Regions from separate parts of the Oncorhynchus mykiss genome. Here region 1 is linked to region 2. The links are chromatin contacts, called in public Hi-C maps. All regions are on one chromosome and are shown on one strand. Each heading gives the region's core, a stretch centred on a gene start, on an enhancer-like site or on the middle of the called end of the contact. The rest is flanking DNA. Distances are from core to core; before and after follow the strand shown.

What was found. A called contact is a pair of places that touch in the nucleus more often than the background predicts.
Region 1: a contact with region 2 is called in a Hi-C map of blood, with 7 times the contacts expected there. The contact joins the enhancer-like site here to the promoter of LOC110531165 in region 2. A contact is called at or near these places in 2 of 3 Hi-C or Micro-C datasets (blood and liver).

The regions. Positions count from the first base shown.
Region 1 is chr9:39,218,977-39,222,801 of USDA_OmykA_1.1, reverse strand. LOC110531165 (nuclear receptor coactivator 3) reads right to left here. Exons shown (of 23, transcript XM_036987940.1): 6 at 512-612; 7 at 231-405. Among protein-coding and RNA genes, the nearest start is that of LOC110532020, 19 kb to the left of the region's middle. Within about 2 kb of position 2,406, at least 6 of the 11 cell types and tissues checked have an H3K27ac peak or open chromatin away from gene starts, as enhancers often do.
Region 2 is chr9:39,109,454-39,113,270 of USDA_OmykA_1.1, reverse strand. It overlaps LOC110531165 (nuclear receptor coactivator 3), which reads right to left and starts at 1,916. Exons shown (of 23, transcript XM_036987940.1): 1 at 1,778-1,916.

The DNA.
Region 1 (3,825 bases), core at 1,157-3,656, 110 kb before region 2:
TTGGGACCGAGCGAGAAAGGCAGGATCTGAGGGAAGAGTAGGTGTTTGTATATGTCTATGATAATGTGTGTGTGTCTAACCACATCTCCTAGCTAAGGTTTTGAATCATCTTCACCCTGTCTTCCTACTGCAGAATGTTGAGAGACATGCAAAGAGAGTGGGCCTGTGTGTGTGCGCATGTTCGCATGTGTGTGTGTGTGCATGCGTGAGTGTGTGCGTGCGTGTCGTACCGTTGGTCTTGGGCAGGTTCTTGTGGAACTCCTCCCTGTCGTCCTCATGGAGGATGTTGTAGGCGGAGGTGTTGATGAGCTCCTCCTGTTTGTACTGCAGGTACTGGGTCACGTTGTCAGAGACAAACACAATGCTGCCCTCCCGGTTCACCACAAATAAAAAGCCATCCAGGGCCTGAGGACAGAGGGTGAACACATGAAGAGTCAGTACAACAGGCCAATAAGAGGCCAGACGGTACAGACAGCCAATCAAAGAGGAGAGTCGTGACCTTTGACCTCACCTGCAGCAGGAGCGGCCCCAGGTGGTCCTTGTCGATGACCCCCTGTCCCGTGGAGGACACATCTGACTTCTGAACATCGTCATCGTTGGAGGACGCTTTGCCTGGACGAAGGAAGGAGAGCGTTCAGTCAGATATACACTACCGTTTAAACGTTTGGGGTCACTTAGACATTTTCCATGAAAATGAAAGAAATGAGTTGCAAAATGAATAGGAAATATAGTCAAGACGTTGACAAGGTTATAAATAATGATTTTTAATTGAAGTAATAATTGTGTCCTTCAAACTTTGCTTTCGTCAAAGAATCCACCATTTGCAGCAATTACAGCCTTGCAGACCTTTGGCATTCTACATTGTTGAGGTAAACTCATGCTTCCTGAAGCACCTCCCACAAGTTGGATTTGCTTGGTGGGCACACTACCATACGGTCAAGCTGCTCCCACATCAGCTCAATAGGGTTGAGATCCGGTGACTGTGCTGGCCACTCCATTATAGACAGAATACCAGCTGACTGCTTCTTCCCTAAATAGTTATTGCATAGTTGGGGGTGCTGTGCTTTGGGTTGTCCTGTTGTAGGAGGAAATTGGCTCCAATTAAGCGCCGTCCACAGGGTATGGCATGGTGTTGGTGTGGTGTTGGTATGGCATGGGGCAAAATGGAGTGAAAGCCTTCCTTCTTCAAGATCCCTTTTACCCTGTACAAGTCTCCCACTTTACCACCACCAGAGCACCCCCCCCCCCAGACCATCACATTGCCTCCACCAAGCACTCCTCCAGCATCTTTTCATTTTTTCTGCATCTCACGAATGTTCTTCTTTGTGATCCGAATACCTCAAACTTAGATTTGTCTGTCCATAACACTTTTTTCCCAATCTTCCTCTGTCCAGTGTCTGTGTTCTTTTTCCTATCTTAATCTTTTATTTTTATTGGCCAGTCTGAGATATGGCTTTTTCTTTGCAACTCCCGGAGCATCCCGGAGTCTCCTCTTTACAGTTGACGTTGAGACTGGTGTTTTACGGGTACTATTTAATGAAGCTGCCAGTTGAGGACTTGTGAGGCATCTGTTTCTCAAACTAGACATTCTAATGTAGTTGTCCTCTTGCTCAGTTGTGCACCGGGGCCTCCCACTCCTCTTTCGATTCTGGTTAGAGCTAGTTTGCGCTGTTCTGTGAAGGGAGTAGTACACAGCGTTGTACGAGATCTTCAGTTTCCTGGCAATTTCTCGCATGGAATAGCCTTCATTTCTCAGAACAAGAATAGACTGAGTTTCAGAAGAAAGTTATTTGTTTCTAGCCATTTTGAGCCTGTAATTGAACCCACAAATGCTGATGCTCCAGATCATCAACTAGTCTAAATAAGGCCAGTTTTATTGCTTCTGTAATCAGCACAACAGTTTTCAGCTGTGCTGACATAATTGCAAAAGGGTTTTCTAATGATCAATTAGCCTTTTAAAAGGATAAACTTGGATTAGCTAACAAAACGTGCCACAGGAGTGACGGTTGCTGATAATGGGCCTGTACGCAAATGTAGATATTTCATAAAAAATCTAGTTTCCAGCTACAATTTAAAACATTAACAATGTCTACACTGTATTTCTGATCAATTTGATGTTAATTTAATGGACGAAAAATGTGCTTTTCTTTCAAAAACAAGGACATTTCTAAGTGACCCAAAACTTTTGAACGGTAGTGTACCTCAGTTTACAATCAAGTACAAAGTAACAAACATCTTCTGTATAAGTGTGTGTGCGAATAAGAAAACATTTCAAGTGTGAAGAGCAGCGCTGTGAAAGGCGTAAACACTAAACACAGATCTGTGTCACTCAACATTCAAATCCACTTATTAGAGCTCCAACAACCACCAGGGGTCAGCGTTTCTCATTTTCCCCTCCGCACAAAGCACCAGGTAAGGGGAGCAACATCCATATGCAGGCTTCTCTAAGGAGCGATGGGGCTGAGACCAGGCCATGGCTGGGTGTAGACCAGAGCAGTGTAGTGTAGTGTACGCTGTGCACTAGGTAAAATCCTTCCTTCCTTCCCGCCTCCATGCTTTATATTCAGCGGGAGACTCTAGAGGGACTCGCTGAATGGCATGCATGCAGAGACCCAGGCAGGCACCAGGCAGCAGCAGTATTAATGCTGAGGCTGTCTGGAGCTGGGCTACAGGAATCATTCCATCTGATTAGGTCCCAGGGGGGAGAGAGAGCCAACACAAAGAAACACAGCCACTGCTGCCTGCCTGCCGCCAGCTCCGCTCTGAAGGTAGAGAGACAGAGAGAGAGAAGAGGGGGGTGGCAGAGTGAGGGGGAGGTGGGGGAGAGATAGAGACAGAAAGGTAGAGCAAGGGAGAGGGGGGGGTAGACAGGGAAGAGGGGTAGGGCAGAGGGAGGGAGGGAGAGAGAGGAGGATACGCTCCAGTGGTTTCCTCAATATCTTAAGATGCTAGGAGCAACCTGAGGATGCTACACTTTATTGGACTGAAATACAGAGGAGGCCAAAATGGCAAGCTGGAAGGAGGAGGGAGGAGGAGCGAGTGAACTAGTGCAGGATAACGTCGGAGAGAGGAAAGACAAGGGTAGAGGTAGACAGAAAGATAAAGCGATTGAGAGAAAGTAAGAGACAGAGAGAGAAAGAGTGTAAGAGGGAAAGGAAGAAAGAGAAAGAGGACAAATAGAGAGAAAGAAAGAAACAGACAGAGGGGTAAAAAGTGAAACCCAATGCCACTTCATTATTCACTTCCGGTAACTATGGCAACCAGTCTCCAGCAAGTCACCGCCAGCTGTACCCTCTTCCCCTTTCTGTCGAGGTGGCAGAGACCAACTGTCACCTCCCCCAGCCTCAGTCTCTGTCTCAGTTCATGCCACCTCCCACCCACTCCATTAGGCTCTGATAGATCTAGGACACTAAACTGACCTCAGATCAGTGTCTGCTTGGACCAACTTCAGCCTGCTACTCCATGCTGGTACCCCAGCCAGTGCCAATCTAATGGGGGAATGAAACGCGCTCAAAAGTACAATAAAAGTCAGTGTTGTAGTACTCGAGACCAGTCTCACACATGAGTGTCTCGGTACTCGGTATTGACTTGAGACCAGCCGAGTAAAAAACATAATTATCAGCTTCCATTCAATCATCGCAGAAAACCACTTCGCCAGGCCAAATATACAGCGCATTCGGGGAGTATTCAGATCCATTCCCTTTTTCCACATTTTGTTAAGTTACAGCTTTATTCTAAAATTGATTAAATAACACATTTTCATCATCAATCTATACACAATAACCCATAACGACAAAGCAAAAACACATTTTTATTCATTTTTGC
Region 2 (3,817 bases), core at 667-3,166:
TTTCACACACACACACACGGCAAGTTGCAGCAAAGTCTAAGATGACACTGACATACATGTGAGACGGGAAATTAAACGAACCACGTTGGGCTCGGGTAAAGGAAACATCGACACTATCTGCACATTGTCTACTGTATCCTGGGAGAGCACTGTCTGACTTGCACGCCGCACGTCTGTCCCTTATTGGCGTTCGGACCCTTATCATGTGAACCAGAATCACATCTCTGCACAGTGTACACCTCCTAAAAGTATCCATGTACAGAGTTATGACCTATCACAACCCTTCCCCGTCGCCCCTTCTCCAACAGCGATGGGCTTCATGGACTAAATGACGGAGCAACAATAAACATTAAACATTAAATTCACTAGAATGTACTCCCTTAGTCAACATTTGACAACACACACAGACTAGCGACATTGTTTATTTTTTATTCAAATCATTCCGTTGATTCTTCAAACATTGTGCAAGGAACCAGTGGGGGGCGGGGGATAATTTGCCGTTTTATATGGAAACTCGTGCTATTCTACACATTTTACCAAAATGTTGCCTTTTTTTAAAGCTAAAATAGGCCATAACTCTGTGTGATGGCTGTGACAACGGAACTGGATTAAGAGCTGTCTTGTTTGCTAAATGAACAAATGAAACAGTCCGTGACACGGTGCATAACGCCATAGAAGCACTGTGACATACGCCTCAGTGCAGTCATATTCGTGGCTTATTGGGGGTGTCGCTTTCAGTTCAATATTTTTGGGCAACGCCAACCTGTAAGAGAATTCATCCCAGTTCCGTTTCATCAAATCTGACGAACCCAGTGCACCACTTGCTAGAAATTCTATCTGATGATGTTTGCATGTTCAGGTAAAAAGACAAATCCTTCCCTGTTTGGAACAATGACAATTAAAGAGCACAACAAATTCAATCTGATTGGGTGGCCCTGTATCTAACTTGAACATAGACGAGCAACATTTGCAGCTGGCTACAGTGTATCAATAGTAGGATGGGTATCACACGTAGGCTGCGACGTACCGACATACACTGACACCATGTAACAAACTCGAGCAGCAATAACAATGTAATAATGGAGCAACACACAGCAAGGCTTCGCTGTAAAGTTAAATCTCCTTCGGTGAAGTAAACCTTGACTAGAGGTGTGTGAGTGAGAGAACTAGAGAGAGAGAGAGAGAGAGAGAGAGGGAGAGAGATAGAGCGCATTTACATTTGACTTGGTTAGACTTTACCCCTGCGCCGCCGGGCGACATGAACTTACCGAATGAAAGCAACATGTCCTAGGCTAGTTTACGAGTCAGAAAATACTGTCATTTATGTCGTGTCGTCCGCGCCAAGTGTGCCAGAACATAAACAGCACTTTTTTTCTCTCTCAACCTTGTCCTCTTAGTAAGTTAGAAAATGTGTCCCTTCAAGTTCCAAACTAAAGGGCACTTTATTTTCAATTCCTCGGCTATGACCATTAATAGGTTCAAAGCCACTATGCCAGAGACCATAGGGTTCAGCGCGCTATACCCAAACCAAAATCCATGACCTTGGCTTGGACCTGGAGTTATACTTTTCATTTGCTGTCAAAATAAACGGGAATATGCACAGTGCCCGTGTGTGCGGCGCACCAACCTGTATTGTGTTATGAAGAGTGTATAGAGTCCTACTACACATTAGTGGACAACAAAGTCCGTCCAACCGAACGACGGACAATGCCATTCGTGCGCAAAACCGAGCTTGGTATAGAAGGAACGTGTAAAGGGGAAAACGTCGTAAACTCACCAAATCGATGTATCTCTGTGAGCGCACCGATATCTTCTTCGTTTCGCTATTAACTCTCCGCCATCTTCAGCGCTGTGTTTGTTTAAATGGGAAACACTCCCGAAGCCCAAGAAGCCAGCTTGTGGCTGAGCGTTGGGGTTTCTGGGTAGAGTAGTTTTATTCCCCGTCGAACACTGTTCTTTTCGCTAGGGCAGACCTCCCGGATACGGACTACAACTACGTATGCCCCCAAGAGGAGATCTCGAGTTCTGGTGTAGACGGCTGACAGCGACGATATTAGAGCAGAAAAATGCCATGGTGTTTATTTTTAGTTAACATGAGGAGCACTTGAAAAGCAAACAGTGACTTGTTGTGTGCAAATGCCTGTATTACCTAATAGGCTGTTCTGCTATCATCTGCTCTAACATGGTCATGACGATTTGCAGAAGGGGTGTGGATTGGTCATAATGTCTAAGTAAAACTTATAACATTTACAGCAGGGATCATCAACTAAATTCAGCCGCTGGACCGATTTTTTCATGAGCGGATGGTGAGGGGGCCAGGAACATAATTGCTAATAATTTGTAGACTTCAAATTGACTGCAAGAAACTCAAACATTATATAATATTTCACTAAAACATAATCATTTCAAACCTTGCTTGCGTTTGCACATGATCACGTATCTCTCTATTTGTTATGAGTGGTAATACTTTGCGAGGTGCCATATTCAATCAAACCACTTTAACCGTGATTTTGAGTTTGATTGAACTGCTATTAAATAACATGATGCTTTGATTTAGTCTGGCAGTCTTTACGCCTTAGTGAGAGCTAACTCTGAATTGCTAGCTGTACTAATATTTTCTGGACCTGGAAAGGGCTGCGTGGTTTCATTTTGTATCTGTAGAACAGTGGGACCTCCAGGCCTGTATGTCTTATAGATGAGGCCCATATGTGGACTCAATATGGGGAAGCTGGCAGGGTCAGTGTGGACCGGTGGCGTCAGAGCCTGCATGGTGGCCTGGGGACTGGGGCACAATCTGCACAGTCGGCCCAGAACCTGTACCCCTGCCAAGAAGAGACAGGGTAGGATAGCACCAACCCGTCACCATGGTGATACCAGGCAGGCAGGGGAGTAGGCACACACACAGGCAGAGCAGAGAGTAGGGTTTCAGCTGTGCCAGGGAGGGGTAGAGATTGAGGGAGGGAGAGCGATAGGAAGAAAGTGAGAATCAGGTAGAGAGAAGGAGGAGAGAGTGTAAAAACAGATATGGAGTGGCAGAAAGGCTGGAAGATGGGTGAAGAGGGACACAGATGTATTGCTATAATTGAGTATTTAGTATATTGTATTTACTAGGATCCCCATTAGCTACTGCCAAGTACTCTTCCTAGCGTTCAAACAGCGATAAAACAATTACATCACAATAAATCAAATGAAACAGCCTACATCCTACGTAAAACAACGCATCATACAAGACGTAATTATATTATTAATCTATTAATACACATGTACAATATAAAATCCACAATACCACAACATTACAATGTACAATCTGATTTCACTGCTCGCTTGAGTTACTTGATGTGGAAGAGAGTTCCATGTAGACATGGCTCTCTGTAGTACTGCACATTTCCTAGAGTCTGTTTTGTACTTGGGGACTTTGAAGAGAACCCTGGTGGCATGTGTTGTGGGGTATGTATGCGTGTCTGAGCTGTGTGTTAGCTATTTGAACAGACAGTTTGGTGCTTTCAACACGTGAATACCTCCCACAAAGGCAAACTAGTGATGCAGTCAATCTCTCCTCTACTTTGAGCCAGGAGAGATTGACATGCATGTTATTAATATTGGCCCTCCGTGTTGATTTAAGGGCCAGCCGTGCTGCTCTGTTCTGGGCCAACTGTAATTTTCCAGTAAGACTTGTTTTGTTGATTGAGTGAGTGTGAGAGGAGAGGGAGAAAAATGGTTGGAAATACAGAAAACAAGGCAAGGAGGACAATGAGAGAAAAGGAGAGAGAGAGAGTGCAAGAGAAATAGAGGGAGAAACAGTGAGTGATGTGAATGT